Regions from separate parts of the Mus musculus genome. Here all the other regions are linked to region 1. A link is a contact called in public HiCAR-type, HiChIP or PLAC-seq and promoter capture Hi-C data. All regions are on one chromosome and are shown on one strand. Each heading gives the region's core, a stretch centred on a gene start, on an enhancer-like site or on the middle of the called end of the contact. The rest is flanking DNA. Distances are from core to core; before and after follow the strand shown. Region 1 holds the start of Prkaa1 (protein kinase, AMP-activated, alpha 1 catalytic subunit). Region 2 holds the start of Fbxo4 (F-box protein 4). Region 3 holds the start of AW549877 (expressed sequence AW549877). Region 4 has its middle 50 kb from the start of Gm16311. Region 5 holds the start of BC037032 (cDNA Sequence BC037032). Region 6 has its middle 25 kb from the start of Gm16311. Region 7 holds the start of Fyb (FYN binding protein).

Region 1 (3,574 bases), core at 715-3,214:
CCTAGGATCCTCTGACTCACACTGGCCCTCTGTATTGGAGGAGGCTTATGACTGATGGTATAGGATTTCAAGAGAAGGCTGTGTGGGTGGGTGGAGAAGTGAAGGTTAAGGAAAAGCAGAGTCACTGGGAGGGAGGTTCGAGGCACTGCTACTTCCCAGGTCAAATCCCAGGCCGGGAAAACAATCCCTTCTTCCTTTCTTGTCTGCTTGATCCGCTCTGGTCTGTGTCAAAGGAATGGCGGACTGGATGCCACATTCATTCCAAGCAGGGCCTTCGGAAGGAGCCTTCTGAGTTCAAGTCTGCCTTATCACTTCCATCAGAGCCTTAATTAGCACTTCTTACCACCTCTAATGGCAAACAAGGATGCCTAGCTAAAGGTAAACAAAACACTGGAAGAGCTAGCTGCCTGTTAATGCCAACTACTTAGGAAGCTGAAGCACGAAGAATAACAAGTTCAAAGCCAGCCTGGACAGCATTGTAACACTCTCTCGAAATAAATAAATGCATGCATGCATAAAAAGAGACAAAGCAAAACCCTGAGAGTGTTCACGAACACTGGCTGAACCATGATCAGTGCTAGGCCCTAGACCACACCTACTCCTCCTTCACACTGTCTGGCTTGCTGATTTTCCTAGGTAGGTTTAGGCATTTGCTCCCCTGAGGGTAACACAGCAACTTTCCGTTTAGGACTGGGAAAGGGCAAGAGAAGGAAGGGCTCTTTCTGCCCTCCTGGGAGAACGGAGCTCAGTTAGCTTGCTGTGTAATTTGACAAACTTTTTCACTTCAATCAAATATCTACTAAGGAGCTTACTATATATGCAGGCCATAGTCTATTATTTCTCCAAAACCAATGTATGAATTATTTCTTATCAGCTCCAAACTTCCTTCCTCTAAATACTTAATAGCAGGCTTAAATATTTTAAAGGGGAAAAAAGTCCACCTCACAAAGGTTGTAATCAGAATTTTCCTTGTCACAGGTGGTGGGCTAGAGTAGTTAGTTGAAGACAGAATGCTTGTGCTTTTGCTAAGGCGGTAACAGGGGATTCTACCAAAACGAACAAAAAGTCCAAATGATGTGCACTGAATTACTAAAATATAAATATACTGTGAGAATAAACGGAAACTATACCTATAAGCTAATAAATACCATCTGGAGTTAACATATGCCCTACCTACCAGGTATAGCTCTCGGAAACCGCAAAACTTCCGAAAACGGAATCACTTAAAAGCAGCATCTGCATCCAACTGTAAACCACGCATAGGAAACACCGCGCCAGTTCACAGGCATATGCATCAAAAGTCCTGACGGAGATCAATAGTCCTAACAAGGGCATTACTATTTCTGAAAGGTATCTCCACAGCTACCTTGCTTTTGGAAGAACACATTTCGATTCAGGAAACCGAAGAAGCACTTTAGTCCACAACCTCCTAAAAGCGAGGCAGCGACAACTCCGAGGACCGCCAGGGCGCGATGGGCTGGCTCTGCGCCAAGGGCACACAGGGGATCAGAAGACCACAAGAGACCCCCTCGTCCGCGCCGGGCGCCCCCGCGCGCTCAGTGCCCAACTCCCTCGCCTGGGAAAGTTGCACCCAGAGCCATCCCCGCCCCTCCGGCGCCGCGCCGTCGCCATGGCGACCGCCCCCACCCCACCGCGGCGGACCCCACAGCTCTGCAGCCCGCGGCAGCCTCGGGCTCCGCTCCCAGCGCCGCCCGGACCGGGGATACGGAGCCCAGACACCCGGAAGGCGGGCGCGGGGGAGGATGCGGAGTGCGAAAGGCGCAGTCGCTCGCCGTTCGCCGGGTCCGCGCTGGCCCGGGCGTCCTCACCCTTCACTTTCCCGAAGGTGCCGACACCAAGCGTGTCCCCCAGGATGTAGTGGCCGATCTTCACCCGCCCGTCGTGCTTCTGCTTCTCGGCCGTCGCCATCTTTCTCCAGGAACTGAGTCTGCGCATGGCGCCGCGGGAGGGGGCGGAGGGGGCGGGCAGGGCCGCGCCGGGGGCGGGCGGGCGCCGAGGGGGTGGGGACGCGGGTGCGCCGCGGTGGGGCGCAGTCGCCGGCCACCGCCCGCGCAGGCCCCGCAGTCCCCGCAGCCGGCCGCCGAGCGCACTCGCTCCCCCTGGCGGGCTAGGCGGCGGGAGCGGCGCCGGTACTCGCCTCGGCGCCCCGCATCCCTCTGCGCGCGCCCGCGCTTCTGCGCGCGGGAGGGCTTCCCCCGCCGCGGAGCCGACCGCGGCCACCCGAGGGTCTGTGGGTGCGGTACAGCACCCCACCCCCGTAATTCCCAGGAGGACGATGCTTGCTTACACGTTGCCCGGGGATAGCGCGGCGTGCTTTGAAACAAGACAGGGGACACCGCCCTACCACTGACTTGAAATCTTGATTTTCATCTCATCTCGGTGTCATCTGGAAGCCAAGGGTGTTTTCACTTGCACTTTTAATACTTACCACTGCTTTAAACAAAAAAAAACTCTGAGCCAGTAAATTACTATGGGACACCGCACATCCTGGAGAGACTTCCTAGGAAATTTGCTACCGTCAAATTTCCCCTGTGGAATGTGTGTGAGCTATGTGAATTCCAGAAAGAGGTGTTATCCCGAACTTATCGTGTTTAGAAACTAATATTTTTACATTTTCAATAAAATGTACATTTTCAGTCCACTTGAAAAAGTGTGTTGTTTGTATAAATGGAGCCATATCCAGTCACCAAAGAAGTGTGTTTATTTGTAACAGGATTTTGAAGTGAATCTGTTACTCAGTTCTAACAATAGGTAAAAATATATATGTCATCCTTCGATTTTGCAATTTGAATCTCTATCAATGTCGATGGAGAAAAAGGATGGAGTTTTGTTTTTGTGGTTTTTTTTTTTTTTTTTTTTTTTTTTTTGGAGACGAAAAATGTCATTTTTCTTTGGGATGAAAATTACCAACACTCCTAGTTTTCCCATATTCTGGCTTATGACATCAAAGCAATGTAACATCAAACGCTTTTGTTCCAAGAAAAAGTATTCAGGGGGAAGAAAGCTGCTTTAAGGTTTGAGCAATAGTTCTCAACCTTCTTAATGCTATGACCCTTAATACAGTTCCCCATGTTGTGGTGACCCGTCTCCCATCATAAAGGTATTTTCAATGCTATTTCATAGCTTTTTTTTTTTTTTGCTACTTTTATGAATCGCAATGTAAATATCATTGTTTCCTGATGATCTAAGGGGGTTGATCCCGTAGTGGGTCGTGACCCACGGGTTGAGAAACACCTGCTTCTCCGCCAAGAACAATAACTGGGAGCAATCTTCGTTAATCAACTCTCTATTTTACAAGGATTACTATAAGGCAGAAATAGCTCTGGATTCTCTCAAGGAGGGGGAAACCCTTTCAATTCTCCCACCCCTTGATCTGGCATTTTAAGTTACTTCACATTTGCCCAGGAAGGTTCTACTGTTTCTTTTAATCTACAAGAAATCAGTGGTCTCAGGCTGTAGCTCGTTTGGTTGAGTGCTGGCCTGGCGTGCTGGGTTAGATCCTCAGTAGCCTATAAAAGTGAGAATGATGACTCATGCCTGCCATCCCAGCACT
Region 2 (3,110 bases), core at 61-2,560, 1.2 Mb after region 1:
TCCATGTTCTCCAGAACAAGGTTTACACCTCAGGTTATAACGTGGTGATCCTTACTAGATTATTCTAAAAGATTTTAAAGAATTTAACACGTGACTACTAAATCCGAAGTATTCCCGTGATGAAGTCTAGATGTGGAATGGGTTTGGGGATTAGATTAAGTGAGGTAATCTACTTTAAAGAGACTGATAACCTGCTACCAAATAGGTATTTGTGTCTTTCCTAAAACTATATCCAGTGCTATATAATATTTTGTTATATAGCCTACCTCTCATTTCTTAAATTTCTTTTTGATTATGATTAAAGTTACTAGAATAGACATCACTTTTGGAAGATTAAAAATTCACTAATGGCTTTTAATAGTACCACATCCAGGCTTTTCTTTCCTATCAAATTTTCTTCTGACCTTTTATGATAGATCATTGATTGAACAATTTTTTAGTGTATGTACATTTTTGTCGTGGGCTTAAACTCACCATTTTGGTAGAAAATACCTAATAATGGAGTTTGAGGAAGTAAATGCAAGCAAAATGTGAGTGGCCATGGCCAGAGATTGGATTCAGGTTGGCACACCAAGTTGTGGAAGCAGTTGCAAGAACTATTATAGCCACAAAACAAAGACCATACATCAAATACATATACCACCTACGCTGATGAGGGCATTATGTACACAGCCTAGATAAAATTGGCTACATCTTGCCTGGCTTTCAGATGTTACAACATTATTTACTTTAAAATCGGTAAAGGGGGCAGGTGTTTGAGAGATGGTTCAGCAGTTATAAGAATGTACTGTTCTTTCAGAGGGCCTGAGTAGGTGGCTCTCAAGGGTGTGGTTTCCAGTTCCAGGGTTTGTGATGCCTGTGGCCTCTGCTGGAACCTGAGTGCTCATGCATATATCCACATACATGTAGTTAAATAAAATTTTAAGCAAAGCTTACAAGTTTCACCCAACCTCATGAGGTTAGACCAAAACCAGATTGAAGTTAATATTAAAAGAGCTACGCTTGAGGCAGTTTTGGCTTCCCATCTACAATAGTTTCTCCACAGCACGATGTTCTAGTCAGCCAAGGTTATCTTTAATAACACATAAGGCTCCTGATAGCCTCCACGGGCTCAGTTTTTGCTCAACTCCAAGTGGTAGATTGCTGATTCCAAAACACAGAAGCACACATACAGCCTACTTAATATCTAACGCTTAAGGGGAAGCAAGATTTCAGAAAAAGGGTGGCTGTTCAACAAGCCCTAGCTCCCAGGTCCTTGTGGTGACGCACAGAGGCAGGGAGGGACCCGGAGGATGTGTAGTGTGGGAGGGTTTGGGCTAACGGGGTGAGTCATTCCGGGCCACCTCGGCCTGGAGCCCTGCCCAACCGACCAGCCCGGGTCGTACCAGCGGGGCGGAGGCGGAGGCCGAGCGGCTGGGGAGCCCGTGCGCCCCGCGGTGTCGCGCGGAGCCTGCGACCATGGCTGGAAGCGAGCCCCGCGGAGCCGGCTCCCCGCCGCCCGCCAGCGACTGGGGCCGCCTGGAGGCAGCCATCCTGAGCGGCTGGAGGACCTTCTGGTATTCGGTGGCCAAGGAGCGGGCGACGCCGACGGCCTCCCGGAAGGAGGCGGCGGAGGAGACGAGCGCGCTGACGCGGCTGCCGGTGAGCCGAGGCCGCAGGCCGCGCACAGAGACCGCCGCAGGCCGGGGGCCTGGGCCGGCAGGGCAGCCACTTCCGGGTGTGTGCTCGCCTGGAAGTGAAGTGGCCAGGATTGCCTTGATGGTAACTCTTGGTATCCCCCTGCCAACCAAGGTCGCACTACAACACTCACTAATGACCAGCGAGATCACCCACAGGTTGTCAGTCATCCTATTTGGATGTCTGGAAATCTGATGAAGGAAGTGGGTTAGCTTGGAAGGCATTCCAGTGTCTTTCTTCTGCACATTTTAATCCCTAGTCAATGTATTCCAGTTAGGGGGGGGGGGGGGTCGCCTAGAGCAAGCAACTCTGACATATCCAAAGCAACAAAACTGCCACATAATTGAAACCAGTAAAGTTACAAGTACCTCAAGTTAGGTCAGGCTGCAAAGAGGATGCATGCAATTTAAAGTTTCAGAGAAAGATAAAATAAATAAATAAATAAATAAATAAATAAATAAATAAATAGATTATACATTGTTGATGACAATTCCTTTATCTCAGTTGGGTTATTAGTACATCCCACTGACATTCACTCTAAATGAAAGCCACAGGCTTAGGTTACCTCCAAGCTTCTCTCAGGTGTCCTCGGAACCTGATTAATACTCTATAGAGAGAAATTCAAATGACAGGTTCACATGCTTTCATTTGATCTAGTGATAAAATCAGAAAAACCGCCACTTTGTTTTTTTAGATTTATTTATTTATTTATTTTATGTATATGTGAGTACACTGTCACTGACACACCAGAAGAGGGCACTGGATCCAAATTACAGATGGTTGTGAGCCACCATGTGGTTGCTGGGAATAGAACTCAGGACCTCTGGAAGAGCAGCCAGTGCTCTTAACCTCTGAGCCATCTCTCCAGCTTGAAAAAAATCTCCACTTGACACTCATTTATTTTTGAAGAACAAATTAGTAACTGGTACATCAACATACTCATGGAAAGAAATGAAAGGAACTGGTTACTTTGCTTGAAAAATAGAAAGGCAGAGCTTGAGTTTGCAACATTTCAGGTGTGTTAGGGATGAAAATGTTTAGTTTTGAATTTTCTATTGGTGGAGGGATGTTAAGATAGACTTATGTATTTTAAAGAACCAGTCATTCAGGCGACCTTCAGTACAATGATTCTTTACTGATTAGGCCACCGCAAACAGTTGCCCCAGACAGATGACCTCTTTCTTTCATGCTGCTTGCCTCTCTTTCAGGTTGATGTGCAGTTGTATATCTTGTCGTTTCTTTCACCCCACGATCTGTGCCAGCTGGGAAGTACAGATCATTACTGGAACAAAACTATAAGAGACCCAATTCTCTGGAGATACTTTCTGTTGCGGGATCTCCCTTCTTGGTCTTCGGTTGATTGGAAGTCACTTCCAGATCTAGAGATCTTAAAAAAGCCAATATCTGAGGTCACCGACAGCACTTGTCTTGAT
Region 3 (3,161 bases), core at 314-2,813, 1.1 Mb after region 1:
ATAGAATACTGTAGTTTGATGCATCATCATGATTGTAATTTTTTTCTTTATGTGCATTTTGCCTGCATATATATGTCCGTATACAATGCCCATGGAGATCTAAAGAGGCATCAGATGCCCTGGAGCTGGAGGCCTAGACAGTTGGGAGTGGCCATGTGGTTGCCAGCAATGATCTCTCCAGCTTGTGCCTGGAAATGTTATTTAGTGCAGTTTGGCATGTTAGAATATGGGTCCTTAATTTCTGTGGGATGCTTGCTTGTTTGTAAACTGGGTCTCAGTATGTACTGGCTGCTCTAGAACTGCCAGCATCCCCTCCAGCCTTAGCTTCTCAAGTTCTGGGATTACAGAGTAAGTCAACACTCTAGCATAAGAGTTTGAATTCTGTAGTTCACCTTGATTATAGAATGCAATTTTTCTGGCCTTCAGATTCTTCATTATAAAGTATCATAAGGATTTGTTGTTGATTATTGTTTTCTATTAAAAACCATTTTCCCAAGTACGTAAGGGCATTACACAAGTACCGAAGACACAGAGCACGTGTTTTTTGCTCTGTGCATTTAGAGTAAAATGACAGGAGAAAAAAACTGGTCATCATGGCCACTTGCAGAAAAGTGACTGTGGTTAGTCACTCTTAAACGATCACATTACTATTTTCATAGTTTAAATATTTTCTACCAGGCTACAACAAAAACCTTAAAATTAAGATGAAGGGTAGAGTTATTCAAAATATATTGTGCCAAACCGGGGGAAACAAACGAACAAACAAAAAGCCAAAACAGCATTAGATTTCCGTGGCCATAGGCAAGAATTAGCATTCATGGAATGCAAAGCAATTTGACCACTTGAGTGCTGATTAAGACCCGGAAGAACACTTAACACTTGTCAGGAAGGTCTCAAGGTGAACTAAGACAGTGAGGTCGCTGCCACGTTTAGGTCGCAAGACATTTAAGGTACTTTAAGTGTGAGCTAGCCAAGATCAATCCGGAGTAAAAACAAGCTCCAGGGTGAAGATTCGGGGAAAGCGTTATGCCAGCTAGCAGGCTGAGGACTGCCAAGTTGTCTGCCCTCACACTAGGTCTCGCAGCTTGGATGAATCTCACCCGTCCGCAGACTTCCGTTTCTGACCTTCCCCCACCACCCCCCGCCCCCACCATTACAATCAAGTTTTATTTTAGTCCACCTCCTTCACTACAGCGCCAACCGCTGCAAATCCTCTTTCCAGACCTTCCAAACCGCCCTCTTCCAGCCAGCTGCTGCGGCTGCAATCTCCCTGCACCCGCGGAGAGAGTCGATGTCCTATTGGCTCAGCTCGGGGCATGGTCGGCTTCCGATTGGTTGAAATTAGAAGGCGGGAGAGAGGTGTGCCCTTACATCATCGACTGGCCCCTCGCAGCACGGGATTGTGGGAGGGAGAGGGCCACTGGGAGGAACTAAATACCCGGAACGACCTTTGCGGGCCGGGGCGGTCGTAGCCCGGAGCCTATGTCTCCGCCCACCGGCTGGGCGGGCTCCGCCCCCACTCCGCCAGCCAGGCCGTCAGGTGATCTGGGGCTCACGTGGTCACGTGGACAGGGCGGGCGCGCCCGAGCTGGCCATGGCGGCCGCGGTGTCCGGTGTGGTGAGGCGGGTGGAAGAGCTCGGGGACCTGGCTCAGGCTCACATACAGCACCTTAGCGAAGCCGCGGGGGAAGACGGTGAGGGAGCGCCGCAGAGGGAAGTGGGCGGACGGTGGTGAGATGCGAGGGGACCGCTGCGCTCGGTGGCCAGAAGGCGCGGCCTTCGGTCCGAGGCGGGGTCCCTGGTGCTGGCACTGCTGAGCTTGGTCCCCATTGGGCAGTCATCTGCCCTCTCCTCAGATGTCCTGTTACCCATGCAGCGTTTTCTACGTTCCTTGAAATCCTTTTTGTTTACATCCGACCAGATGTGTGGTGTCGAATCTGCGAGAAGGGTAGACTTTAAATAAAAGTACACACGGACTTTCTCCGGAATGTTCATACTGCCCAGAAAATGAACAGTATGTTTTTTTGTTGTTTTTTTTTTTTTTTTTTTTTTTTTTTTTTTTGCATTCAGAGAGACATGCATGACAGTTCACTTTTTCATTACTGCCTTGTAAATTTCCACTTTGTTTTCAATTCAAAATTCAGCTGTAAATACATATTGTACACAGTTATGGTGTAATTTTAATGCTCCCCCCCCCGCCCCATTTTAGTCCTTAGGTATTTTCTTAGAAGGGAAAATAGGTTAGGAAATACGTCATTCTTTTGACATCAGACTCGGTTTGCTTTTTATAAATTCTCAGTTGCCAATTGGTTCGACAGTAATCTTTTTTTGTTTTTTGAATGTTGAGCCTTTACCATCCATGAGCTTTAAAATTCTTGTGATTAGAGTCATACGATGACCGAAATGAAACATTTCTCCCAGGTGATTGACTAGTTGGTGTATTTACGGAATCAGTTCTATAATTAAATGAAGCACATATGACCACACTGAGGCTTTTTATCTTTTGGTTTGTGGCAAGCGGAACATAGAATTTGTAGTCACTGTTACCTCCCTGGGTCATGTGTCAGCCAGAGCTCAGGTAGTCTTACTTACTTATTACTGAGCCTAACAGTAATTCATATTTTCTTATGAAAGAATTCTATGATCCATTGTGAAAGGAGGCCTGGAAAGGAGGTTCAGTGTTCCATGGCCTTGTTTGGAGGCTTTGTTTATACATCTGAAAATTTACTAAAATCATAACTGTAGCTATCTGCTTTACAATCTACTAGGCAACATTGACGTTAATCTTACTGGAGAATTACTAACAGGGCTTACTTAACACCAGATTATATGTATTTGAATTATACTTGGCCCTTTTTCATACATCAAAATCAATAGACATCGGAAATTGGTCCCTTAGCTTAACAGTCATATGTTTTTCTTGAGTTGTCAGTATCGTTAGTTTCAATTTTATTCAAACTAGATAATAGAGTGCTAACCATCATTCCACTTAAGAGTGCTCTGTATTTATGGCCATATAGTTCTCATTCTTAACAGTATGATATTGTCCTGCATAGACTTATAAGAAGGACCTTCTCTGAAGATTATAGGAACCTTCTCAGTTTACTTTAAATATTTCTAGTAGAAAGAATGTATTTTTATGGACTTTTCCAGAATGATAG
Region 4 (3,280 bases), core at 102-2,601, 1.1 Mb before region 1:
GTGAAATAACAATACAGTCTGCAGCTCTCTCTCTCTCTCTCTCTCTCTCTCTCTCTCTCTCTCTCTCTCTCTCTCTCTCTGTCTGTCTCTCTGCGTGTGTATACACAGGTGTGTGTTAGAGAGAGAGAATATCTCATTGAGTATTAGTGATCTGAGTTAATTTTATATAATACTATGAATATTTTAAAAATCTGTAGCTGGTAAACACATAAAAGACACATCTTACTTTTAACTGTGTTTGTAGGTGTGTGTGCATCTCTTGGTGTTATGTGCATGTGTGTTTGCATCTTTGTGTGTATGTGTGTGTGTGTGTGTGTGTGTGTGTATGTGTTTGTATGTGTGTATGTGTATGGATGTGTCTACAGAGAGAAACAAATAGGCCTGTAAGTGTCTTGGGTTTGACAACCATCATTTAAAAGAATATAAACACACTCATATAGTTTATATGTACCTTTTTAAAGCTATGCAATAATATTTATATGTATATGCATGGTTTTAGAGATCCTGCTTGGTTGGGTGTATTTCCCCCTCTGACCACCATATAACTCTGTTTTGAATGTGAAGTAATGAGCTTAAAATATTAATTATAGACGCCAAGCTCCTCTGAGTCACACAGTGCCCTTCCTCCAGCCCATCCCACCCCATCTCGTCCTGCTGTTATTTTGGTGCATTTGGCAGAACCCATTTTCTTTAACGAAACAGACATTTCCTTTCCCAGATATGAGTCCAAGTTCCAGACTTAAAAAAAATCAAAAACCTAACAATTGATGCTTACTTTATCAAAGCTGTTCTTTCTAGCTATAAATCGCACATGTATTATTATTTGCTAGAGGGTTAAGTGTCCGTTCTTTCATCAGAAATTCTGATTTCTAAGGTACAGGGATGTCCACTCAGTAAAGCAATTTATAAACTTGTGCTCCTGAGAATTTTACCCACCCCTCCTCCTCTACTTTCCTCTTGGCAGGAGAAGGACCTTTGTCTTACTAATACAAAACTAGAAAGAACTTTATACCTGAGACTTAAACATTAAACAAAAGTATATCCATTTAAAATATTTGTCCGGATGGTAAACAAGAGGGGTTAGCTCAGCCTTGGAATCAGTTGGGGTGGACTTCCTGAGGGCAGAGTGGACAGAACCTGCCTGTTTTGTTCTTCCAAGGCAGAGGTTTGATCTGGAAACAGTAAAAAGCTTTCTTTACCCCCAAGTCTAAGGAATGAGAAGAGGGTTAAAAAACCAAGCAGGAACAGAGAGCAGCTTCAGAGGCTGTGTGTGCCTTCTTGCTTATGCTGCAGTTTAAAGGATTACTTCCATGTTGGTCACATGGTCTCAAGTGTTCTCTCTCCCTTGCTACAAATTCATTCCTTCAAAAGCCAGAAGTGACTGAGTAATTGCAGATGTACAGTGACTACCAGACTGTTCTTTGTCACCACTTTCCTGTTTCAGTTGGGAGGAAGTGGCTGAGTGAGCTTGAGACTCGAGGGTGGGGAACAGATCTATTACAATGACCCTGTTAGCCCCAGCCTAGTTTTGCCTTAGTGAAGGGGTGATGAAAACACTTTAAACAGTTGCCAACATCCCAGGAGAAAATATTTGACATCTCACCTATATCAACAAGCAAGAGTTAAAGGTTAAATCACACACAAGTCAAGTGCTGGGAAAAGGATATGTTTATGTCATCAACTTTCTTTGTTCTACCAGGGTCTTGTGTCAACAAGGAGACACATTCCCCATTCCTGGCTGGAATCACCGAGACAATAGAGATTGATGACAGACACTTTGGGCAGGAGCCTCAAGCCAATCCCCTTCTAAGCCTTTGTCCTTTGCCTCTGGTTGGGGGGCACCCTCACCATTCATCAACAGCTCCGAACAGCCATCTGTTTAGGGTGGATGACCTTCCTGTGTCTTTACCAGGATTCTTGCGATTCTGAGCACCAAGCTCAGGGTGGAAGCAGGAAAAGCAAGGAAGAGGAAGATACTGGGATTTATACTTTTCCTGTATTGATCTCAGCTCCAACACTTTATCATCCAGATGCAGTGCTTGGCATGGCTGGTGTTCACATGCAATAGGTTCAGTGAGAGAGGGGGATCTTCTGGGGACAGCTCAACCTCTGAGTCAAGATAACTTTAAGTCAAACTTTGTGAGGAAATGAAAATATTTCCAAAGGAAAAAAACACAGAGTTGTCACTATGGAGACAATAGGTAAGGAAGGGAGGAGTAGTGCAGCAAGCATAGTAGTGTAGTCCTGTCAGTCTAGCACGCACGGAGTCCAGGCAGTAGAATCATGAGTTCAAAGACCAGCCTGGAGGCTACAGAAGTGGCTCAGTTGGTAAAGTGCCCCATGAAAGCACAGCAACCAATGTAAACTTGGATCCCCAGCACCCAGATGAAAAGCCATCCATGCTGTAATTCCATTGGTTGGGGACAGAGGCAGGTGACTCTATGAAGCTGACTGTAGGCAAATCATTGAGTTCGGTGAGAGGCCATAACTTAAAAAGTAGGTGGAGGGGGCTGGAGAGATGGCTCAGCGGTTAAGAGCACCGACTGTTCTTCTAGAGGTCCTGAGTTCAAATCCCAGCAACCACATGATGGCTCACAACCATCTGTAATGGGGTCTAATGCCCTCTTCTGGTGTATCAGAAGAGCAACGGTGTACTCATAAAAAAAGATAATTATAGTAATAAAAGAAAGTAGGTGGAGAACAACTGAGGGAGACAGTCAACTTTGTCCTCTAACACACACACAAACACACACACACACACACACACACACACACACACACACACACACGTAACTCAGACATACATGCACATCCACATGCAGGCATGCGCATACCCATGCGGTTGCCCGTCCAGTGCATGGAATATAGATGGCCTTTGTAGCATAGGATACAATAATGTCAGCCTCATTGACAGTAGAGATCAGATATAGCCAAAAGCATTTCACAGTGTAACATTTTCTTTCTCTCAAAAACACATGTTATTTTATCTGTATGGGTGTTTTGCCTGAATGTAGCCCTTCATGCCGTGGGTGTGCTTGGTGCCTATGCAGGCCAAGAGAGGTCACTGGATCCTCTGGAACTAGATTTACAGAGGGTTGTGAGCCACCCTGTGGGTTGTGGGGATTGATTGTGGGTCTTCTCTGGGTCCAACCAGTATTATTTACTCCAGAGCTATGTCTCAAATCTCTGTGTAAGATTTTCTACAAACAGGATTCTATATGCCTTTCTCTGGACAATGCTGGCTCAACAAGCCCTGGTCTTCATGTCTGTAAAGTTACTG
Region 5 (3,402 bases), core at 379-2,878, 1.1 Mb after region 1:
GAGGCAGGGAAAGAAGCAAGGATGAAGGAAAATAAGGAAAGAGAGATGGAGAGAGGGAGGGAGAAGGACAGAGGAAGGGAAAGAAGGAAGGGTGGAGGGAAGTAGGAAGGAGGGAGGGAAGGAAGATTTTTTTTAAGCATGGTAAATAAGTACACACCTTTAATTTCAGAATTCTGTAGGCTGAAGCAAAAGAATCATGGGTGCCAGGCCTTCCTGGCCCCCATAGCAAGATCCTGTCTCCCAAAACAAAAGCATAAAAGCATTTTTTAAATATCTATCTCAGTTTACCTGTTGGCTACATTTAGCCAGAAAGTATTCAAGGTTACTGAAGGTATCCACCAGGTTCTCTCAGGTGTGTACTAAAATGAGTATTCTTGGCAGAGCAGTCTGCAGTGTTGAGGGAGGCAAAGGACTGAGGTATACCGTGGTCCCAGTGAAACGAACACAGGGGTATTACAATTCAGCACAGGGGTATTACAATTCAGCACAGGGGTATTACAATTCAGCAGAGGCGGATGACTTACGCGCTAAGCAAGCAGCCAGTAAGGCCAACCAATGCATAAGCGGGCAGAACACCCCAGAGAGCAGGAGCTGCACCTTCTTTCCTCATTCCTGAGAAGCCTAACTTTGAACTGGGCCATGAACTTTTTACTAACCCATAATTACAGCTCATCCACCTAGAGGTTTGCTGGCTTGAGAAATGGTTTAATGATTATATTGAAAGTGGGGTAGACTAGAGGTGAATAATTTAAACTTAGACAAACATGCACTGTCAAAAGAAAGTTTTTGACCTTGGCCCAAGGACATCCCTGTGTCCTGGTTTTTTGCATCTGCTCCATCACTTGCAGCAGGTTGGCTGGTGGTTAAGTGCATCCAAATTTGCATGCAATTACCCAAATGCCTCCTTTGAGGAATTTAACAACGCAATGACTCAGTTCTGAACCATTCCCTAGCACACGAGGGAGTCCTGTGATGACATCTTTAGATTCTCAACACTCAGAGATTGAAGGCAAGGAAATGAGCAACAGGGGAAGGAGTTCAAGAGCACACAGTGCAAGTAAATGCCCTGCGTGATGCACTCTTCTTAAGTTCAGGACTGCAATTTGAAACCTCTTCAAAGAAAACTTTGCAGGTTCGGGAAGAGGCTCCTGAGCAAACTGAACACTCCAAGGTGAATCCACCCTCCTCCCCACCCTCCTCCAGCACTCAGTTCCTTGGTCCCATACTCAAATCCAACCCGAATGTGTGCTTAGAGGCTAGACCCTCTACAATGTATAAGCAAAAATATCCACCACCAGCTAGTCTGCTAGGAGGGCGACTCAGGATACCATTCTGTGGGTCAAGGTGTTTGGGTTTTTTTGTTTTTGTTTTTGATTTTTGTTTTTTTACGGTCTTTGAACATTGCAAGTCTCTAACCCGGAGGGGACGGAGAGGAATTCAAAATAAAGGACCGAGGCGTTTGCAAACTGCAGCGGAGCGCCGCCAGCCCTCCTTCTGCTTCCAAACGCTTGGCAGGCTAAATCGCCCCGTGACAAGAGCTCCAGTCCGGGTTCCCCTTTCTACCGCCATATAGGGAAGGGGAGGATGGGGAGCGGCAGTCCGCCTCCGCAGCGCACAGCATCCGCCCACTTGGCGGTGAACTTGAGCCAGCAGCGGTTAACCCGGCCCGGGGTTCTGGGCCTCAGCCGGCGCCAGCAGCTCCCTCAGGTGGGGCGCAAGCCTCAGCGCGCCGCCCTTCTCCGCTCCTCTCCTCCAACCGGCCCTTACCTAGGGCGACGGCCCCGGGGACCCCCTTCCCAAGGGCGTCGGCCTGGAGCCTGGAGTCTGTAGGAGTGGCGGGAGATGGGGACGCGAGTCCCTGGACGCCGACAGTCTGTCTCTAAGGCGTTGCTGCGTGGCTTTGGTACACAGAGCCTCGACCGCTTCTCCACCGCTGCAAGCACAGCGGGGAAGTGGATGGAGAAGCAAAGACAGACAGACAGACAGACAGACAGACAAGCGGCGGCGGGGCTACCCTGAAACCCGAGCGTCTCCAAGCCCCCACCCCCAACCCCCGGGCACGGCGCTGCAGATGCCAGATCCCCGACCAGAGGCGGTGGAGATGGGCAGGGCAAAGAACGCGCGCGCCGCTCGCAGCTCGTCCGCGCGTGGCCTTCCTCTTGCCCCCCTGCACCTTCAATTTACCTTATGCAGGGCGCCCCGCGAGCTGCGGGCTGAGGCGCCGAGCCGAAGCCCAGAGGACAGGAGTTTGAGAGCCGCCATCTTCGGCCCCGGGTGCGGGAGACGGTGGCGCGCGCGGGAGTGCGTGCGAGTGCTGGTTGCCCGGGGCCGCGGCGGCGTCACCGGCTAAGAAGAGAGAAGGCAAGGCGAGCGGTAGGGCGGGCTGGAGGCTCGACCGCGCGTCAGTGACGTCCTCGGGACCTCAGAGCGGTGCCGCCCCTTGCTGCCTGCTGGCTTGTCAAGAAGCGAGACAGGGAGGGGCTCACGGCTAGGAATGGAAAGGCTGCACAGCTAGGACGAGCCCCGCGGGTTGTGCCGGGGCCGGAGGTGCTGGGCTCCAGCTCATCTGCGGGCACACCCGCAGCGGCGGGCGCTGCACTCAGGCTGGAGGGGGCGCTAGAGCCTGCCTTCCCCTCGCGCAAGGCTTGGCATCAACCAGGGTTTCGGGTTGCCAAGGGCCTGGAGGGTCTCTTACTGAACGTGTTACTTTTCCAAATCGCCCTCTGGAATGAGTACAGGTACAAAGGGTCACTGATAAAGATCTCCTTCCAGATCTAGACAGCTCACCTTTCCAACATTTCTCAACCCCAACACCCACAACTCTCTTCAAGTCTGGTTTTGCCCTTAGTTTCCTCTGAAACCCAGCAGCGTGCTGACTGACCCTCATGAGACATGACCTGCTTAACCGACAGAGGGACAAGATTAGAACTGGGCTGTTGTTCCCCATCATCCTACTCTGTGTTCCAGAATTTTCCTGGAACCGGAGTCCCAACAATTCCAGAAATTACAGAACAGGTATAAGCACAGAAGTGTCTGTCTCCTCTCCTCCTCGTCCTTGTCCATGTTGTATAATTCCCCTCACCTTGTAATGCTCTTCCTGTTGCAGTTTTGTATGAGAAAAGCCAGTCAAGGGACACAATGAACACAAAAATGCTCGGCACTAAATTTAGCTAATATTCGGTGGTGGGTTAACTTCATCGTTTTGGAGGTTTTCGTTTTGGAGTTTGTTTTTTGCTGTTTTGTTTGAGGAAGGATCTCTAGCTCTCTTAGGTCCCACTGAAACTCTATATATGGCTCAGGCTGACCTCCAACTTTTTTCTATTGCGGCAGCCTATCCCAGAGTATGTGCAATTGTGCCTGGCTCAAGCCTTATCTTTTGACTGGCACCCAACCGGCCTGAAC
Region 6 (3,216 bases), core at 260-2,759, 1.2 Mb before region 1:
GATTGGACCAGCATTGGTATCAATCCTGTCAGAGGTGCATAGGATCTGAGAGAGTTAGGCTCAGCTATGGGTGATGTAGGAGACAATTCTAAACAACTGCAGAGGAATACACTGCATGTCTTCTGTTGTTCATCTCGAGGAAGTGTGAGATCCTGAGGATAGCTGTAGTCACTTAGCGATGTTTCATTTATAATCCACTTCTGCAAGTTTGAAGAAGAATCAGCTGAAATTTTGTCTGCTGACAATGACTTACCAAAAAGAACTTCTGAACTATTCAGTTCCAATTTCCTAGAACCTAAACAAGTAGCACACTGTCTTTTTATTTCATGGTTGTTCTATCTTCCTGGAACTGTATTTTAAAATGTTTATCTACTGATTATTGTTGCTATTTCTGACAATGCTGTGGGTCAAACCTAGGGCCCAGTATGTGCCAGGCAGTCGCTCTAGCACTGACTCATAAGAGTTCCCCTATACATAGGAATTGTACAGATTTAAGGGCACAGTATGAATTTTGATTATTAAAAAAACTATAAACTATACTAAACTAAAATTCCATGTAAACTAAACTAAGAGAAACTAGGTAGCACGTTTAGGTCCTTCTGTGTTCCTCCCTGCGCTTGCTCTCCTTTCTAGTCCTTCCTTCTATCTCAGTGCTTTGGAATGAGTGCATCTAGATGCCAGGCCAATCTCCCTCAACTTCCTCCCTGCTTTCATCGATTGCCCTCTGGAGTACAAACTCAGCTTCCAGGAGATGGATGAGGTTTCAATGTCCAGCATCTTTTTCTCTGGTTCTGACCTCCATTTCCTCAGGAACATTTCAGTTGCTCCCATTTCTTTTTCAGTAGTAATCTTGCTCAATGTTTGATCAACATTCACGGTAGTATTGTTTTATATGGTTGTAGCTGATGGGTGCAGACTTGATCACACTAGAAAAACTGAATATTTAGTTGGGATAGATAAAATATATGATCTACTGAGTTAAGAATAATTTTTTTTTCTTTTCCTTTCATAGCTCAGGCTGCTCTGGGATGCAATCCTTTAGCTTTAATCTCCCAAATGCTAGCTCAGTAGGTATGCACCACCATGCCTAGTGGCTAGCAACTGTTGATTCAAAGGTCTGTCTTGACTGATAAGTCCAAGGACACGTCAAGGGATGTATTGAAGTGCAATTTTAAAAACAGTATCTCCCCTGCCCTGGAACAGGCATATCTGGTAGTGTTGACTTTAGAAATACTAAAGAACTCTCAAATGTTCCATTCTGAGGTAACCTTAGAACACAACAAGGCAGAGTTCAAACTCTACCAGTTTGACAGAAATCAGGGAGCAGGTGGCAAGTTGCATTATCCTCCAGTAGAGGAGCCCCTATCTGAACAGGAAGTGGGGTTGGTGTCAGAAGGACTGGAGAGGAAAAATGCAGAGTGACTATTTCTACTTTTTCTATTATAGAGGAAGGATGGATTGAGAGGCCTCCAAAACCACAAAAGATAAAATACTGCTGGTCAGTGGAAACAGACACAGTTGCAAATTAGGAAGTTAAGCTCCACTCAGAATGGGCTGTGTGAGTTGGACCTCCCACAAGGAGAAAGGTGATCTAACAGACACAAATGGAAAAGCCTGAGAAGCACTGGCCTGTGGAGAATGGAAGAGTAGAGTGATAGATCATGGGACAGTTTAAGAATCTTACTCGCAATTCAGTTCAGTTTGACAGTCTAATCATTTAAGCTTGACAATGTCCTAGCAACCAGGAGACTGAGATAGGAGGCCTTTGAGTTTGAGAATAGCCTGAGTTTCATAATAGGACCCTGTCTAAAACATAAAAAACTCCCCTTCCCCCAAAATATAATATATTTGCTCTTTTCTTTCAAGTTGACATGGTGCAAGTACTCACAGAGTATATCCAGCAATGAATTCCAAAATCTCATCAAAAGCATATTTTTATCAAAGCGGTCTCCCTGTTTTGTAAATTTAACCAGGGAAACCCATTTAGAAATCAAACCTTGAGTTGTTTTGCATCAAGCAAGGTCAAAGTCATATTTTCAGTAAAGATGAAATCACCCCGGAACCCAGTAGTCTGACCCAGTTAAGGTTTCAGCTTAGTAAACCAAAATGATGTGTATCAAAACTATTTCTAGGACTCTGGATCATCATATGAAGTGCTTTGCCTTGGGCTGGAGAGATGGCTCAGTGGTTAAGAGCACTGACTGCTCTTCCAGAGGTCCTGAGTTGAATTCCCAGCAACCACATGGTGGCTTACAATCATCTGTAATGGGATCCGATGCACTCTTCTGGTGTGTCTGAAGACAGCAACAGTGTACTCATATACATAAAATAAATAAATAATTTTTTTAAAGCTTTGTTTTAAGAGACTCTCAAAGATAGAGATTTCCATCCCTGACAACTGTATCACCTCTACCACCAATTCATTTATGTGCCCATTAGTGAGGACCCGTTAAGTCTAAGTCTCTCTGTACCAGGAGTTTGCTTTCCATGGCATTATCAGTCATGCTTGGTAAACTCTGGTTAAGGGCACCAAGGAAGGCCATCATTCAAGCTACTGACTCACCCTACCCCCAGCTTTATATCAGATCACTATATTCATAATAATGTTAACGTTAGGAGTTTCTTTTCTGTAAGTTTTGATTTTAATGTATCTGTGATGGACGTTTTGCAGAAGCTCTGTATGTAGTAAATTCTTTTGTGGAGCCAGGTTAGAGATCCACTGTCAAAATACAACCAATATTCTGAGTTATGCTATATCCATCTGAATCCTAAAAGCATAACATCCTACCCTTTACAGTTATATATAGCATAATTAACTTTCATGATTCACAGCCCTAAACTATTATGAATTATATATTTTAATTTTTGCATGAAAATTTATTTTGTTTTCTCTTTATTGTTACTGTTCCAATACAGGGTTTCTCTGTGCATCCCTGGCTACTCTGGAACTCACTCTGGAGATCAGATTTGCCTCCAACTCAAAGATCTACCTGCCTCTACCTGCTGGAGTGCTAAGATTAAGGGTGTGTGCCAGCACACCCAGCACACACACACACACACACACACACACACACACACACACACTTGTCCTTTTTTAGGATTCTGCTTACCTGAAGATCCAAATGCTTTGAGGAATCTTTGGTATATTGTCCCCAATTCTAGAAATTTAATTTGTAATCTTTGGTATATTGTCCCCAATTCTAGAAATTTAATTTG
Region 7 (3,599 bases), core at 116-2,615, 1.4 Mb before region 1:
TCAGACCTCCTACACAACGGAAAAAAAAATGCCAAAAGAAAATTGACCCTATACTCACATGAGCATCAGTTATGCAATCATTCCTTGCTCTAAAGTTTCCCCCAGGAGCTGAAACACTCAGTTGTGTGAGCAAACCACAGCTACCAGCAATGAGAAACAACTCACTGTTTGCAGAGTCAGCCTTTCGGAATCTGGTCAGGTCAACGTTGGGTGGTCTGTTGGGCTTGGGTGGAGGCGGGCCCAAGACGGACAGGGGTGGCAGGGCCTTCTGCTTCGGGGTTGCAGAATTCTTGTCTCCTTCTTTCTCCTGACTTTGGCCCCACGGTGTCCCCGCTGTCAGCTTGGAAGGGGCCTTAGGGAATCTGGCCGGCTCTTCTTGATTCAGTTTGTTCAGAAAGATGTTCTTTGCAAGGTCTGTTTTCCTATCTTCTTTTTTTTCTTCAAAGTTTTTGGAGAGACCCGGGCTCCCTCTGCTCGCAGCAGGTTTCAGAACCACTCCAGGAAAGGGTGAACTTGGTGCTCCATGGTCTTTATCCTCTGGGTCTTCCTTAGGTGGTTTGAAAGGGGCGCCCTTGGACTTGGCGCCCAACTGCACTGGGGATCCTTTCTGGACAGGCACGTTCTTAGAAGTGTTCTCTTCCTGGGAGTCCTCTGTGCTTAGGGATGGCTTCTGGCCAAAGGTGTGTCTGGGAAATCGGGGTTTGGAGTCAGTATCTTGTGCCGCTGGCATGAACTTGCTCTTAGCTCCAGCTACCTTTGAGAATCCTGGCTTCAGTTCGTTTTCTGGGACTGGGGGAGCGGGCCCTGGCTTCGGTCCTGGCGTCTTTAAGTCAGACTCTTGGTTCAAATTGTGAAGTTTATTCCCAGGTGGCCGTAAAACCACAGGTTTGGAATCTTCTTTGGTCAAGCTGGTGGGTTTGGGGCTTACAGGTTTCAGGAACCCCACTTTGACCTCAGGGTCTCTAGAAACTGAGTTTGGCTGTGTTCCAAATCTTGGGCTCCCTCCAGTAGGTTTTAAAAACGGGGGTTTAGGTTCCTTCTCAGGCTTCTCCTCGTAGGTAGGTTTCGCTGCCAAGGGTGGTTTTGTGGTCCCAAATTTAGGCATGCTGCTGGGTCCTGCGGGCGGGCTGGCATTTCCTTGGTTGTCAAATAAATTCTTTCTTGATTGTATTCCAGAAGGCGAGCTTTGTCCTGCAACTTTGAAGGGCCTGCTGCTGGTGGCGGCCTCCTCTGTCGGGTTACTCCCCGTGTTGAACTTCGCCATGAGGGATTTTACATCTGTTTTTCCATCCTACAAGCACAGGGAACAAAAACCAGCTGAGAGTCAGAAATCTCACTTGCAATTTAAAATACTGTACCTTCAAGGGTTTCCTGATCTGAGGCAAGAGTGCTGGGGTGCCGGCAAGCTGCTGATTGGTTGACCAGATATTGTAACATTTAAGTTCCTCTATGGCAAAACAAGTTGTGAATGTTTCTCGCGAAGGAAAGGCTAGGGCTGTGTTTAAACTTCTGTTGTTGGTCGTACAGGGACACAATCATTTATCTTAAAAAACGTTTCTCTTCTCTTTCCTGGTCTGCCTCGCTATCTTGTTGGAGATATCTGATTCTGTATTTGTTTACATTTTTTGCTTCACTGAAAAACATACAGCGGTGGCTACCAAATGGATTTTCCCACTTTTTACAACTGAGACTCATGTGGAAACTGGACTTCAAAACGAAAGTAGGCACTGTAAACTCAGGCTACATGCTTTTTTTTTTAACCCAGCAAAGCAATGCTTAGCATCAGTGTGCTGGCCCGTGCTTCCCTGTTCCTGTTGCGTTTAAAGTGCGTTTGCTGTCGGGGAGGTGTTACAGAACAGCCCAGCCCTTCTAAAACGAAAGAAGGTTTCCTTATTATTTGCAAATCCAGAGTGCTGTTGTGTGGCTGTATGCAGACTAACGGGACATGAGCTAAACCCACGGGACAGCATGGGCTGAACAACAGGCCAGCAGAAGGAATTGCCTCGTTTCCAGATCTTTCTCTTCAATAATGACTTTTACCAGTCCTCTGAGAGGTCCTGCCTCACCTGCCTTCCTCATAAGAATTAGGAAATTATGCAGTAAAGGTATCAGATAGTCACCCTTTTTTTTTTTTTTGTTGTTGTTAATATAGTCCCGTTTAACCTGGGAGAATTAATGGTGTCTTTACCCTTTCTTTCAAAAACAAGGAGTTTGAGCTGGAGATGAGGCTCAGCTGAGAGACAGAGAGAGAGAGAGGGAGAGAGAGAGAGAGAGAGAGAGAGAGAGAGAGAGAGAGAGAGAGAGAGAGAGAGAGAAAACCTACTTAGCATCTAACATCACTAAACCCTGTCTCATGTGCTCAGCATTCAATAAATCAGGTTGGTGGCGTACTCTGTAATGCAGGAGGTAGAGACAGGAAGATCAGAAGTTTATGAAGGTTAAGGTCATTCTTGGCTACACAGCAGGTTTGAGACAAGCCTAGGCTATGTGAGATCATGCCCGCCCCCCACACTCCCCCCCCCCAAAAGGATAAAAAAACAGGAAAAACTTCCAGGGCTCTAAAGCTTGATGAGAAATATGAAATGGTAGACAGAAGATATAGCTGGGTGATGGAGCAGGAGCTCAGCATGGGTAAGGTCCTGGGTTTGCTCCTTAGTGTACACACACACACACACACACACACACACACACACACGCACACACACACGTGCACGTAAGCGTGTGCACACACACACATGAGTACACGCATACACCCCCCCCCCCAAAGTTTTCTTTCTGTTTAGAAGGAAGTTTGTTTCTGAGAAAGAATTTCTGATTATCCCTTCCCCTCTACTAGTATTGTTCATATTCTTTATGTATAGCTTCTTTTAGGTTTATAAAACAAGGTGAAATAGCAAAGTGATTAAGAATGTCAGCTCGGGAGCCAGGTAGCAGGGGATATTAATGCGTTTTCTTATCTTCTCACTGCAAACAACGTCTAGGCGCTGCTCTTAGGCAGGCACGTGTATAAAGCAGTAGAGGACATTGGCACATCCGAGGGCTTCCTGTTTTTGTATAAAGAAGACACTTAGTGATCGTCTGCTCTCCCTCCTCATTGCACTGCTGGGGAACAAGGTCATTCATTCCCCGCTGTGGCAGCTTCAAGTCTAGCACATCCCAGGGGGAAAACCTTGAAATGTCTCTGGCCACGGTCAAGCACTGTGCCACATTTAGTTCCAAAAATATAGAAGTTGTACATTAAGGATGGAAGCTTTAGTCTTGGCTGCTAATCCAGATCCAGGAGAGCCTGCAAGTGTCGGAGCTAAAGGCACGGGCCTTGGAGTTATTGACTGAGGCTCAAGCCTTGACTTTGCCGTGTAGCATAGCATCTAGCAAGTGATCGACTTTTCCCAGTCTGCTTCCTTCATCTCTGAGATCAGAGCTGGAATTCCATTTCTCACTGGAGTTTTGTTTGTTTTGATAAAGACTAATAAACAGGTCAATACAAGTAGTTAGGTGTTTAGCTAAAGCACTTGCTTAGCAAGCACAAGGCCTTGGCTTTGGTCCTCAGCTTCAGACACACAATAGCAAACAAAAAGATCAAGGGTCGAATGTCACAC

What was found. Promoter capture Hi-C pulls out the DNA fragments that hold promoters and counts their contacts. HiCAR-type assays count read pairs that join an accessible place to other places. HiChIP or PLAC-seq counts read pairs in DNA pulled down with a chosen protein or histone mark.
Region 2: a promoter capture Hi-C map of embryonic stem cells shows a contact between it and region 1, with 9 times the contacts expected there. The contact joins the promoter of Fbxo4 here to the promoter of Prkaa1 in region 1. A contact is called at or near these places in 6 of 39 promoter capture datasets (the C10 cell line, the HPC-7 cell line, cranial neural crest and 3 more), 1 of 484 Hi-C or Micro-C datasets (rod photoreceptor) and 3 of 115 datasets of contacts at active chromatin or transcription factors (the SCID.adh cell line, embryonic stem cells and trophoblast stem cells).
Region 3: a HiCAR-type map of astrocytes shows a contact between it and region 1, with 6 times the contacts expected there. The contact joins the promoter of AW549877 here to the promoter of Prkaa1 in region 1. A contact is called at or near these places in 4 of 39 promoter capture datasets (the 3T3-L1 cell line, the C10 cell line, cranial neural crest and 1 more), 3 of 484 Hi-C or Micro-C datasets (embryonic stem cells and rod photoreceptor), 9 of 115 datasets of contacts at active chromatin or transcription factors (the SCID.adh cell line, acute myeloid leukemia, astrocytes and 6 more) and 2 of 9 other capture datasets (adipose tissue and pancreatic islet).
Region 4: a promoter capture Hi-C map of liver shows a contact between it and region 1, with 3 times the contacts expected there. The contact joins the enhancer-like site here to the promoter of Prkaa1 in region 1. A contact is called at or near these places in 5 of 39 promoter capture datasets (3T3-L1-derived adipocytes, hippocampal neurons, liver and 2 more), 3 of 115 datasets of contacts at active chromatin or transcription factors (embryonic stem cells and extraembryonic endoderm stem cells) and 1 of 9 other capture datasets (embryonic stem cells).
Region 5: an H3K27ac HiChIP or PLAC-seq map of epiblast stem cells shows a contact between it and region 1, with 7 times the contacts expected there. The contact joins the promoter of BC037032 here to the promoter of Prkaa1 in region 1. A contact is called at or near these places in 9 of 39 promoter capture datasets (the C10 cell line, the HPC-7 cell line, cranial neural crest and 5 more), 2 of 484 Hi-C or Micro-C datasets (both in embryonic stem cells), 11 of 115 datasets of contacts at active chromatin or transcription factors (T-cell acute lymphoblastic leukemia, embryonic stem cells, epiblast stem cells and 4 more) and 2 of 9 other capture datasets (embryonic stem cells and liver).
Region 6: a contact with region 1 is called in an H3K4me3 HiChIP or PLAC-seq map of bone marrow-derived macrophages, with 4 times the contacts expected there. The contact joins the enhancer-like site here to the promoter of Prkaa1 in region 1. A contact is called at or near these places in 3 of 39 promoter capture datasets (the 3T3-L1 cell line, cranial neural crest and liver) and 2 of 115 datasets of contacts at active chromatin or transcription factors (bone marrow-derived macrophages and stem cell-derived neural progenitor cells).
Region 7: a promoter capture Hi-C map of hippocampal neurons shows a contact between it and region 1, with 7 times the contacts expected there. The contact joins the promoter of Fyb here to the promoter of Prkaa1 in region 1. A contact is called at or near these places in 7 of 39 promoter capture datasets (the 3T3-L1 cell line, cranial neural crest, embryonic stem cells and 4 more), 1 of 484 Hi-C or Micro-C datasets (erythroblasts), 5 of 115 datasets of contacts at active chromatin or transcription factors (acute myeloid leukemia, bone marrow-derived dendritic cells, double positive thymocytes and 2 more) and 3 of 9 other capture datasets (embryonic stem cells, liver and macrophages).

Annotation. Positions count from the first base shown.
Region 1 is chr15:5,142,251-5,145,824 of GRCm38.p6, reverse strand. Prkaa1 (protein kinase, AMP-activated, alpha 1 catalytic subunit) reads right to left here and starts at 1,964. Exons shown (of 9, transcript NM_001013367.3): 1 at 1,830-1,964. The coding sequence starts at 1,956.
Region 2 is chr15:3,977,773-3,980,882 of GRCm38.p6, reverse strand. It overlaps Fbxo4 (F-box protein 4), which reads left to right and starts at 1,310. Exons shown (of 7, transcript NM_134099.2): 1 at 1,310-1,641; 2 at 2,886-3,110. The coding sequence starts at 1,459.
Region 3 is chr15:3,994,148-3,997,308 of GRCm38.p6, reverse strand. AW549877 (expressed sequence AW549877) reads left to right here and starts at 1,563. Exons shown (of 6, transcript NM_145930.3): 1 at 1,563-1,694. The coding sequence starts at 1,595. It overlaps Gm2093 (predicted gene 2093), which reads right to left and starts at 1,270. Exons shown (of 3, transcript NR_045740.1): 1 at 1,225-1,270.
Region 4 is chr15:6,258,597-6,261,876 of GRCm38.p6, reverse strand. No RefSeq gene overlaps it. Among named protein-coding and RNA genes, the nearest start is that of Gm16311, 50 kb to the left of the region's middle. Within about 2 kb of position 1,351, at least 69 of the 459 cell types and tissues checked have an H3K27ac peak or open chromatin away from gene starts, as enhancers often do. A contact at or near this core is called in extraembryonic endoderm stem cells and liver, where this site is marked.
Region 5 is chr15:4,025,632-4,029,033 of GRCm38.p6, reverse strand. It overlaps BC037032 (cDNA Sequence BC037032), which reads left to right and starts at 1,628. Exons shown (of 2, transcript NR_028266.1): 1 at 1,628-3,015. Oxct1 (3-oxoacid CoA transferase 1) reads right to left here and starts at 2,606. Exons shown (of 17, transcript NM_024188.6): 1 at 2,185-2,606. The coding sequence starts at 2,262.
Region 6 is chr15:6,333,229-6,336,444 of GRCm38.p6, reverse strand. It overlaps a transcript of Dab2 not described here. Among named protein-coding and RNA genes, the nearest start is that of Gm16311, 25 kb to the right of the region's middle. Within about 2 kb of position 1,509, at least 15 of the 459 cell types and tissues checked have an H3K27ac peak or open chromatin away from gene starts, as enhancers often do. A contact at or near this core is called in bone marrow-derived macrophages, where this site is marked.
Region 7 is chr15:6,577,613-6,581,211 of GRCm38.p6, reverse strand. It overlaps Fyb (FYN binding protein), which reads right to left and starts at 1,365. Exons shown (of 18, transcript NM_011815.5): 1 at 166-1,365. The coding sequence starts at 1,264.